Regions from separate parts of the Lactuca sativa genome. Here region 1 is linked to region 2. A link is a contact called in public Hi-C data. All regions are on one chromosome and are shown on one strand. Each heading gives the region's core, a stretch centred on a gene start, on an enhancer-like site or on the middle of the called end of the contact. The rest is flanking DNA. Distances are from core to core; before and after follow the strand shown. Region 1 holds the start of LOC111889787. Region 2 holds the start of LOC111889794 (ras-related protein RABB1c).

Region 1 (5,194 bases), core at 1,507-4,006, 160 kb after region 2:
ACTTCGTACAACAATAAGCAGCCTAATCTCTCCAGTTCTTCAAGGTGTGGTACGCCCGTCCAATGCGTTTCGACTAGCCAATCTATGAACAATTTGTAGATTTTGAAAAAAAAAGCTAGCTAATTTCTTTTATAAAATAATTTTATATATATTAAATATGATTATAAAATTAACTAATTAATCGTACAACACATCGCCTAGACAAACAAAATGTTATTTCATCATCAAAACGTCACATAAACTGATATGAACACAAAAAATTTAAGAGTTGCCATTCTCTAAAATAGCATAACAGAAACATGAAAAGCCTACGAAAAGAACAAATCAAGTTTGACTCATTTCATAGATATAAAAAAAAATATAATTTATTCTTCCGTATATACGCCTACCTTCATCAAGATATGAAGTAGCTACCATGTTTGTAGCAGTGCGAAAGGCTCGAGCTCGACATGCGGAAAATGAGAAATCACCTTCACCTTAAAGGGGGGCAAAAGGGACATTTGCACAGGGCCCAAATTCTTTAGGGGCCCAAAAAAAAATATAAGATACACTTCGAGATTTTGAGAGTAAACTGTTAAGACTTAAGAGTATTCTAACCCGATAAAATCTAAAAAAATAACCCGATAAAATCTATAAAAAAATTAGTAATCTGAAATCTAAAAATTAAAATTTTACAAATCATAATCAACATTTAAACTCATCGAATTCAGAAAGCCCACAAATTTTAGATCATCTAAACTTTTACAAAAATCACAAATAACAGAGAAAACAAATCTAAAATGTAAAAACTAAAAACCCTAACCATGGTACTCTAGTTCTTGTCGCCGCCTTAAAGATGGCTCCGGTCAATGCCGTAAACCTTCTCCCCCATAGCCCCAGTGCGTCGCTCTGATCGAATACGCATCTCGCCCATCTCAGATTCAGAGATCTCGCTGTTTGGAGCTCTCACTGTATGTGTATTACTCTCCCTCTCTCTAATATATCTCGTGCCTCTCTATTTGAATGTGTTTTTATTATTTGTCATTGATATACGAAAAACTCTTGTCGCCTATTCAATGCTACGTCATAGTAGAGTAGAAAGCTAAAAGTGTACAAGGTAAAAAGCTAAAAGCTTTTTCTTTTGACAACTTTTGCTTTTCAGGTTCTATTAGTATATTGGAATTAAAAGGTTTTTTTTGGATTCCTTTTTTTTTCTTTTAAACAACAATAAATTAACAATAAACCGGCATTAACTTGACTATGTGTTCCTTCTGAATTATGGATCATTTGTTAATTTTAAGATTGTCAATTTTGTTTTAGTTTTACTAGAGGATGAATGTACTTTAAACATTTGTTATTTCAATTGCGAAAGACGAATTGATTGAAAATGCTAATATGGATAAAATAGAATAGTTGTAAAATATGATTTTGTTTTCCATTTCTAGTAACATCATACTAAATAAAAATATAAATTAGCTTTTGAAAAATAATATGTATTCGCTTCCTTTGGTATCTCGGTCTCTTTAGTTTTAATGGTTATGTTCCGCCCTTGGTGACAATCGATCATTCATTCATTACATGTTAGGGCCCAAGGGCCTTTTTTTTCCCGGCTTGTCCTAGGCATTTGAATCCTCAGGACCGGCCATGAGTAATATCTTCTGGGAACTGTTATAACAAGCGATCCATCTTTCTTTTCTGTTTGATATGTTCATGTCTATTAAAAACACGCATTGAAACACACAGTAATTGGGATATGCTTATATAGATGTGTGTGTCCAGATTGCAGTTAAAGTAAAGGGAGATGTAGCATTCTGAGATACTCTTCATCTTCCCTAAACAAGAGTTACAGGTTAATGCAATGACCAATAAGAAGGCACAACCTGTTATATAATGATGTGATGTGGAAGATGAGATCACACAGCCATTTAAACCGATCTAATTTAATTTTCTTTTATTTAGTCAGACTTGAGAATTGAGATCCATATATAAGAAGGGCATCCCCTGAGTTTTGTATCCTCTAAAATAATCAATATGTGTCATGTAATTATTTGTTCGAAAATCTTCTTGTTCTAGACCCTCCATATATAGCCCATATGATACCTAGAAACAAGAATGGAGGAGGTGGATACCTAGAAATATTCCAAACAAGATGCCGTTAACAAAAAAAAGTTATAGATATTATAATTTGTTTTTATTCTATAAATCTTTTAAACATATAAAAAAATAATATGTGAAATTAAAAAATAAATAAGAGTCAAAAAATCTGAAGATTAATTCGTCAAGTTCTTGTAACCTTTTCATTTCATTGATACGTCCATCACTTTCCTGAATCAACTTTCTTAAAAAATCAAAGACAATTACTATTATATGGCTTTCTTTTTCAGTAATGTAGTGCTTATGTTTAGTATTTATTTTGTGGATGTTAATTTCGATTTAAGAAAAATGTTTAATTTTGCTATTTATAAAAATACAAGATGAATAGTAAAGATGATGACTAATGAATGTTGTATTTCGCATATAAATTAGATAACGACATGCTATAGTATAGTTTGAAACCTGTAACTTCTTTTAAAATTTAAAATATATATTATTAAATTGTAAAGAGGAAAAGAAGAAAACGTCAGTTACGAAGAAAGCGACAAAAAGCCGCGACAACCGTGGTTGTGTAAACTGTCATTGGTGTTGTGGCGGGAAGCTATTTTAAGGCAGACACGTGCAAAGAACAGCCATGGCTGTGCTCCACGTAATCTCCTTTCTTCATCCACTCTCTTCCTTTTTTCAGAAAAAGAAGTTAAGAACTTATTACGAAAAGTTGGAGTTTGGTACAGTCAAACCCTTATACCTAAATTACACAAACCAAATCATCCCCTTTGATTCCTCTGTTTGAATCACGCACAGATTCTCTCTCTGTTTTCTAATCCAGAGTTCTTGATGAACCCCAACCCTTAATCGCACACCTCAGAATAAGACAAAGAGATGAAAACCTGATAATTGCTCGATATTTTAGAGTTCTTGATAAATCCTCTTCTTAAATCCACACCAACGAAGAAGAAACCCTGTAAATTGGGATTGAATATCTTATGTTTCTAGATTGATTAGAGAATGAAAGTACCAAGAGGGTTTATCGCTAAACTATGGAGCTTCGTCTCCTTCCTTCCTTTCTTCCTCCTCCTCCTTTCTCTCGGTCTGCTTAAAGGTATAAAAAAATCCATTTTGAAGTTTATGGGTGAAAAGTTTCACAATCACCATTTAAGAAATCGACAATCTTTGAGTTTCAGGGGTGATAATTGGCCCAATTGTGGTAGTGATAATGGTGGTCGGAAATTCGTCGGTAGCTATCGGACTTTTGCCGGCGCATTTCTTCTGGACATACTACTGTGTTCTCAAGTAACTTCGTCAGAACTCAGAAAAATAGAATCAATTAGTAATTATTTCATATCGCAATTCTCAGATCTATTTGGATACTGAATTTGCAGGACTAAAAGGGTTGGATGGGTGTTGAAATTGCTTGTTCTTCTGTTCTTACCTCTTCCTCTTGTACTATGGCCTGTTGTCGCCATCGTCGGTAGCCTCCTCGGCGGAATAGGTTTTGGGTTTTTCTCTCCGTTAATCGCTACCTTTGAAGTTATTGGCACAGATCACAAAGACAAGTGCTTCCATTGCTTTGTTGTAAGTAGCACTATTATCAAACATCAAAAAATCCCGATTAATGAATCGTCAACAATTTCTCTTCTGATTTCTTGCTTCAGGATGGATGTTTTTCTACACTCGAAGGAAGTTGCACTGTGGTTCGAGATTTTACAGATTTTTGCTTCCATTCTTACTTCTCATTCATGGACGATCTCAGTGAAGAAATTCCCGCCGGCGAGAAACCAGTCGACATCAGGTACCTAAAATGATAAAAATCCAATCTTTCTTATAGTTCTCAACAACACCCAGTTTGTAAAATTCATGGATTTCCGAACTTTTCCGATGACATCACAGATTATCCAAATTGCCAAAGAGTCTATTCATCATCCCCATCGCCATCGCCATCGACGTACCTCTGATAACCGGCGTTGCTCTATGGAAGAGTCCATACATGTTGATTATCGGATGGAAGAGACTATTGGAAGACTTAATCGGGAGAGAAGGCCCTTTTCTGGAAACTGTCTGTGTGCCTTTCGCCGGACTTGCCATCGTCTTATGGCCTTTAGCAGTCGCCGGAGCTGTAATCGCATCTCTTTTCTCCAGTTTTGGTCTTGCTCTATATAGCGCCATAATCGTCCACCAGGTTTGACTAAAAACCAGAAACCCATCACTAATTCCAAATTCGTAACACAAAGTCGCTAAATCTGCTTTTCTTTTTCAGGAAGATTCAATCAAGTTTGGATTTGCGTACATCGTGGCTGTGGTTTCATTGTTTGATGAGTACACAAACGACTTGCTTTACTTAAGAGAAGGATCATGCTTTCCTAGGTATACGTATATAACTATATATGGTCACTACTTTTCAATTTTGATCGTATTCTTGATGGTTTTTTTTTTCTGGAAATCTTTTCAATTGCAGACCAAGATATCGTGAGAACATGAAAGCATCTGATGGATTAGAGAGAAGGAATTCAATTGATATGAAGAACGAAAAGGAAAGCTCAAGAGGGTCAAGATTGGTTTCACAACGTTCAAAAACTTTGAAACAGGCTCTTCAACAGTACACACCTGTGCAAGTTTGGGATTGGTTGTTCAAGTCATGTGAGGTGAATGGAAGAATACTTTTTCGCGATGGTTTGATAGAAGTTAAAGACATTGAAGAATGTATAGTGAAGGGGAAATGTAAGAAACTAGGGATCAAATTACCCGCATGGTCTATATTACAGTGTCTTCTCGCTTCAGCAAAATCTGAATCATCGGGTTTAATTATTTGTAAGTTCTGCTAACCATTAGCGACACCCGTAATTTTTGTCGCGAAAGACTTTTTGTATGATTTGTAATTGTTGTTTTAGCGGATGAGGTGGAGCTAACGAGGACAAATTTACCGAGGGATAAAGTATTTGAGTGGTTCATTGGGCCACTTTTGATAATGAAGGAGCAAATCAAGGGGCTTGAATTGAGTGAAGATGAAGAGTTTTGTTTGAAAAAGCTCGTGATGAGGAATAAGAACGAGAGACCCGAAGATTGGGATGATACCGGTTTCCCATCCGCGGATCATGTCAGAAGAGCACAATTACAAGCTATC
Region 2 (5,703 bases), core at 2,923-5,422:
TCCTAATTTTAATTTGCAGTTTTAAGCACATACCTTAGGAAGAAGTAAACCAATGTGCTTTGATCTCCAAAAGCAAGCCTTCTACATTGAATTCAATTCCTAGCATTGTATTAGGAGGGAATTGGGTATCTTACCCTTTCAGAGATACCAAACGGGACTTAAACTTATCTTGATAACCGACATATTTATCAATTTCCTAGCTAATCCTTTCGTTAAATGATCGACTAGATTCTCTTAAGTCGAACAAACTCGACATAACCTATAAACTATCCGACGATCATTAAACAATAGAGTAGAATAAATTGAAAACACAATTGTCATTATACAGTCGAATTAAAATCGATTTGACTCCAAGCTGGAGTCGATTGAACAGAATTTGAAAGAAAACTCGGAAAAATGGAGTTGCGATTTAAAGAGATCGGCCGGCAGTATGAAGATGAAGATGCTTCAATTAGCCAAGATGAAGCACAATTCAGAAGGTTTAGACAAGAACGTACCTGGATCAAGTAAGTGAACGCCGTCTGGGGTGAGTTCCGTCAACACCACCGCCTGAAGCAGAGATACGATCCAGATCAGCGTCGGAGAGTGAGCATCGTACCCATAACGGCGTCCGACGGTGCTTGAGAGATACGATCCAGATTGGTGTCGGGGAAACGTCTTCCGACGGTGAAATCCATCAAAAGTACAGATGCGTCAAAAGCACATCGCATCTTACTTCTATTTTTACAAGAAAATAATCCTCACTTGTTACTAATTTATTACTTTATTTAGTTTATCGATTCAAATGTTAGGTGGCCCATCGTTTTTTCTTTACAAGAGTTTGAAGGATGATGAGTTGGCTTCCAATATAGTTTCCAATATAGGCATAGATGAGTGCTTTAAGTTCATAACGTGTATACCTTTCATTTTTCACCTTTTCAGTGATTTTCCTTTTCATATTTCTCATTTTTTTAAAACCTAAAAATTAGTCACCTTTTATTTTTTTAATTTTTTAAATATATTTTATACAAATATTATACTATTTTTTATAAATTAAAAACCATAAATTTTAATATATTTTTATAACTTTTAAAAAATTAAATTAAAGAAGCAGCAGTTGACCAATTGGAAAGAGCGAGAGAAGATACCACACCCAAAAGTCTTTCATCCTAAACCGCACTTAAGACGTGGTGTTTCAGAGTGCGGTTCTATCCATACCGTGTAGCCTAAGAGGAAAAAGCTAGAACTTGTGGCTATACTCCTGATAATTGATGTATTCATAAGTCGGTTGTAAATGAGTTGGAACCTAAAAATTAAGGATAATGGGCCAAAAGAACTACATGGAAGTATCGAACTTCTTGGAAAAAATAATATATCGGAATATGTTCTATAAATCGAATTTTAAAATAACTACCGATCAAAGTTTAGAAGACAACAAGAATTTTGAACTCAATTTCAAAAAAGCCAATCATGAAGCAAGGAATGTGGAGAATTTAGAAGGCTTTCGGATACCAAATTGCAACAAAAGAGAGTTTGTGGTTTGTGTTACCGATGTGATCAGAAATATATGTCGGGCAATAAATGCAAGAAAAAAAAAAGAGTTAGAACATTGTGGTTGTGCGAGAATTCAAATAAGCCAATCATTACCGAAGATTTTTTACCCATTCAATTGGGTAATTCGAACACCATATTTGGCACACAATGGTTGGTTACATATTCACAAAATAAGACATTTAGACTATTTCTTTGTAGTGGAGAAGCAGGAGATCCATATTCGCAAAACAAGTAGTCGTTTGTGATGGAAGAAGAAATGATTGTTATCATGTGATAAACCCTTTTCCCATTTTTATCAAATTAGTGACTAGCCCATATATAAAGCATGTGTATGCTAGTGAATGAAGTTCAAATTAAAACTTAAATATTTATGAGTACCTAAGAACTTGATCACAACCCTCGGATCATATTTCATCTGATGGCTGTGATTTGTGGGCAATTACAAAGCTACAAAGCAGTTGGACAGTTACAAAATGGTGGGCCCTATCCTACAAATCACAAAGATGAATTTGAACCAAATTCACCATATCAATAGCATAGGTAAATAAAGTAAATATATACTAATTTATCAGATTATAAACTAACACCAATTTTACACCCATAAAAGAAGAGCTAATCATAAGTAACGAAAAAAAAAAAAGCCAGAAATACTGTGGTCATGTGATGCAAGGATGCATTAAGCCAAGGACTTTTTCGTCATTTTAACTGCAACAGGCTCCTGATTGCTGAGGGGTGCCCTCTCTTCCTCCTGATGGCCCCGGAACCCCACCATATCCGACTTTAATCCCATAAGACTGCCATACACCAAAAAAAGAAAAATATGAGATGGCTATTTTTTTTTACTACGAATGAAAGGGTATTTACGTCTTTTTGTATGGGACAAAAAATATGCAATTTTATTAGTACAATGGTATCAAATTTGTATGAAGGAAAAGGTTAGACGTGCCTCATTTGATACGTCAAAAACTCCATCTTGAATCTTTTTATAAATTGTTCCAGCTGTTTTTATAAATGCCTGAAAGAGAACTTGTAAATCAGAAATGGAAATTAACAAAAAAAAAAAAAGTAATAAGAGAATGAGTCATTATATTCCATTATCATGGTGTATGCTTTACCTCCTCAACATTCTGTGCTGTTTTTGCTGAGGCTTCCATGAAAATTAGACCATTTTCTTTTGCAAACTGTTCTCCTTCTTCCGCACTAACAGCTCGTCTGTGTGCAAGATCACATTTGTTGCCAATTAGCATAACCGTCATATTTGCATTTGCATGTTGCCTTGCATCCTCCAACCAACTTGCAAGATGATTGAATGTCTCCCTCCTACATCATCCATCATCCATCATACATCATCCATCATCCATCATACACACAACATTAGTTGTCACTGTCACTGTCACCGTGACTCTGACTTGTAACTCTGTAACTATGACTGTGACTGTGTCTGTTTCTGACTGTGATTGTGATTGTGACTGTGTTACTTATAATGGAATCATACCTGGTGATGTCATAAACCAAAAGTGCGCCAGCAGCGCCTCTGTAGTAAGATCTTGTTATAGATCTAAAGGACTCCTGGCCCGCCTGTCATTTTAAAAAAAAGGAATAATTGATTGAGTGAGAAAAAAATTAAGAAAAAAAAATGATTTTGGAGTGGAAAGAATAGAAAAGGTAGAGAAAGTGAATGACAAACCGTGTCCCAGATTTGTAGCTTTATTGGTTTGTTGTCAATGGTGATCATTCTTGCACCAAATTCTACACCAATTGTTAAATCATGAACTGGTTGAAAACGTTTGTCTGTGAACTGCAAAAGAAGGCATGATTTTCCAACCCCTGTGCACATGTTTCAAACCAAATCATGAATCTGAAATTAGATTATGACTGCAAATTTTGTGCAATTTATACTTATAACCTCCAACGAGTCTTGTAATAATCCTCTTTGAGTTTAAGACATGTATCAATTATCATCATGATGAAAGATTAAGTCTACATAAAATCAAGTTTCTGCTCAATTGTTTCAGATTCCTTAAGTATAATCACATCTGAAGTTGTTTCAGTTTTAAGTTTGACATATACGACTCTGGTTACAGGCTGTAAAAATCATTAAATAGAAGTATAACTGAGTGTCTAGTGTTACAGTAATAACCATTGGAATAGATAAACATATGATTCATAATGAATAGAAAAAACGAGCATAATGAAACAAATACCTAAAAAGTGAACGAAAGATATCACAATCAAGAACTGTCTCTACTGATATCGTATCCGCATTAAGTCATTTAACATTATACAAAACACCACACTCAGAACCAAAGCTTGATTGTACGCATAAGGAAACGACGATTAATCAAACAATCAGAAATTTAAACTGAAATTAGATCGTATACCTGTATCTCCTATGATGATGTACTTGAAAAGGTAGGCGTAAGACATAATTCTTTAGATCTTTCAGAATTCACGACGAAACAAATCGAACCAACAACACCAAATCGAATGAACTCAAATTGAAGATTAACTGTTTCTAGAGCGTCAGAGATCAATGTGATTCTCTATAAGAAGAAAAAAAATCCTGAAGAGATTGGAAAACGAAATCCTTCGTCTGAAAGAAATAAGAACAGTGATGCGAATACAACGAAATATTGAAATCGTGTTTGCTTCGCTGTATTTGGGAAGCAACTTTTAGAGATCTTGCCAAAAGCCCAAAGTTAAAGAGTTGAAGGCCCAATTAGAATATACCTTGAACCCACTTGTTAAAGTACATTTATTTATGAGTAAATTTGAAATGGTTTTTGGTTTATATAGTTTCCAATTATTTCACAATCGCTGCCTATTCGTCTATGTAAAATTACATCGGTGAGGGACCGATTGTGCAAAAATTGAAAACCATAGAGACCATATTTAAAATTTAGCTTTTATTTAGTTACAGATCAGTCATAAACGGGATAATTTAGGTCTTGTTTGAGTCATCTTTATCATTAACATGTCAATTATATCAAAGATCAATTGAAATATAGTTAAATCTATACAATATTTTAGGTCATTTTATTAAGTGAAATCAATTGTTAGTGTAATAAATTAGTTTTGTGTTCAAAGTATATCTTAGATGTTGTAATTTTGACTTATTTAGAGATAAAGATAAACTCATTAATCTTTGCATTACACGCATTAGCATATACCATCATGTAATATAAGGTATAGTTAAGAATTTACAACAAATACAATGAGACATATGCCTCATTGGTCGATAATCGAAATGCTAAAGATGTTACAATCGTGTGGGATTAAGAGTTTTGTGTGAATTTCGTTGATTAATCATGTTAAATGTGTCAAATAGTACTTTTAACACAAAGTAAACAACAAAAACACCATGATAATTTATGTGGAATAATGGTTGTTTGTTATAAGAATATTTGATGTATCTTGTTTCTTTTTTGCCCTTCTTTATTTGCTTTGACCAAAGTGGGTATGAGATACGAAAGGCTAAAAGGCAAGTCATTCATGAAGTATTATTAAGTATTTGCTCAAAGGTATATGAAAAAAGCATTAGTTCTCTTGATGAAAGCAATGTATAGCGGCCTAATAACATATTTTGATAATGACTTTTAAATTATTAGTGACCAGCCCAAATACATTTAAGGTCATTGATAAAAGTAAAAACACGTACTCAACAACAATGATTTATCATAAGATTAGACAATGTCTTAATTTTAAATAAATTCAACCTTAACAATCGTCGGCGTTTTAATTCCACTAAGCATTTAATATAATCATATTACTAGAGACAACTATATGTTAGTTTTAGCTATAATGCAAGTCTGATATCTGCATGGTACACACTCGCATAAGGTAACAAGGGTCCGAGGGGAGCGTCTCTGGTGAGGTTCCAAGAGCAGGGCCGGTCCAGACGGTGGGCAACCCGGGTGACCGCTCAGGGCCAACGTCTCCAGGGGCCCAAAATTTATGGGCTATGTAGTGCATATATATATAAAAAAAATTATTACCTAAATGATTTTTAGGGTTTAAAGTTAGTTTAAACTCAAACTAGCTCAAAAAATAAACAAATATGTTTGTTTGTTATTGATAATTGAACGCGTTTACAGTGAAAAATAAATGATATCTTTTTTTTAATCTTTATTATATTTGTCTTTGGGGACCATTTTTTTTCTTTTCGCTCCG

What was found. Hi-C and Micro-C count contacts between places; a contact is called where the count stands out from the background.
Region 1: a contact with region 2 is called in a Hi-C map of seed, with 5 times the contacts expected there. The contact joins the promoter of LOC111889787 here to the promoter of LOC111889794 in region 2. A contact is called at or near these places in 3 of 4 Hi-C or Micro-C datasets (leaf and seed).

Annotation. Positions count from the first base shown.
Region 1 is chr9:187,583,939-187,589,132 of Lsat_Salinas_v11, forward strand. It overlaps LOC111889787, which reads left to right and starts at 2,757. Exons shown (of 9, transcript XM_023885940.3): 1 at 2,757-3,175; 2 at 3,258-3,366; 3 at 3,456-3,648; 4 at 3,729-3,865; 5 at 3,964-4,252; 6 at 4,331-4,437; 7 at 4,529-4,881; 8 at 4,962-5,194. The coding sequence starts at 3,082.
Region 2 is chr9:187,427,410-187,433,112 of Lsat_Salinas_v11, forward strand. It overlaps LOC111889794 (ras-related protein RABB1c), which reads right to left and starts at 4,173. Exons shown (of 6, transcript XM_023885946.3): 1 at 3,915-4,173; 2 at 3,221-3,360; 3 at 3,029-3,111; 4 at 2,649-2,853; 5 at 2,480-2,548; 6 at 1,866-2,327. The coding sequence starts at 3,960. The coding sequence ends at 2,235. LOC111889791 (a long non-coding RNA gene) reads right to left here and starts at 1,109. Exons shown (of 2, transcript XR_002849632.3): 1 at 34-1,109.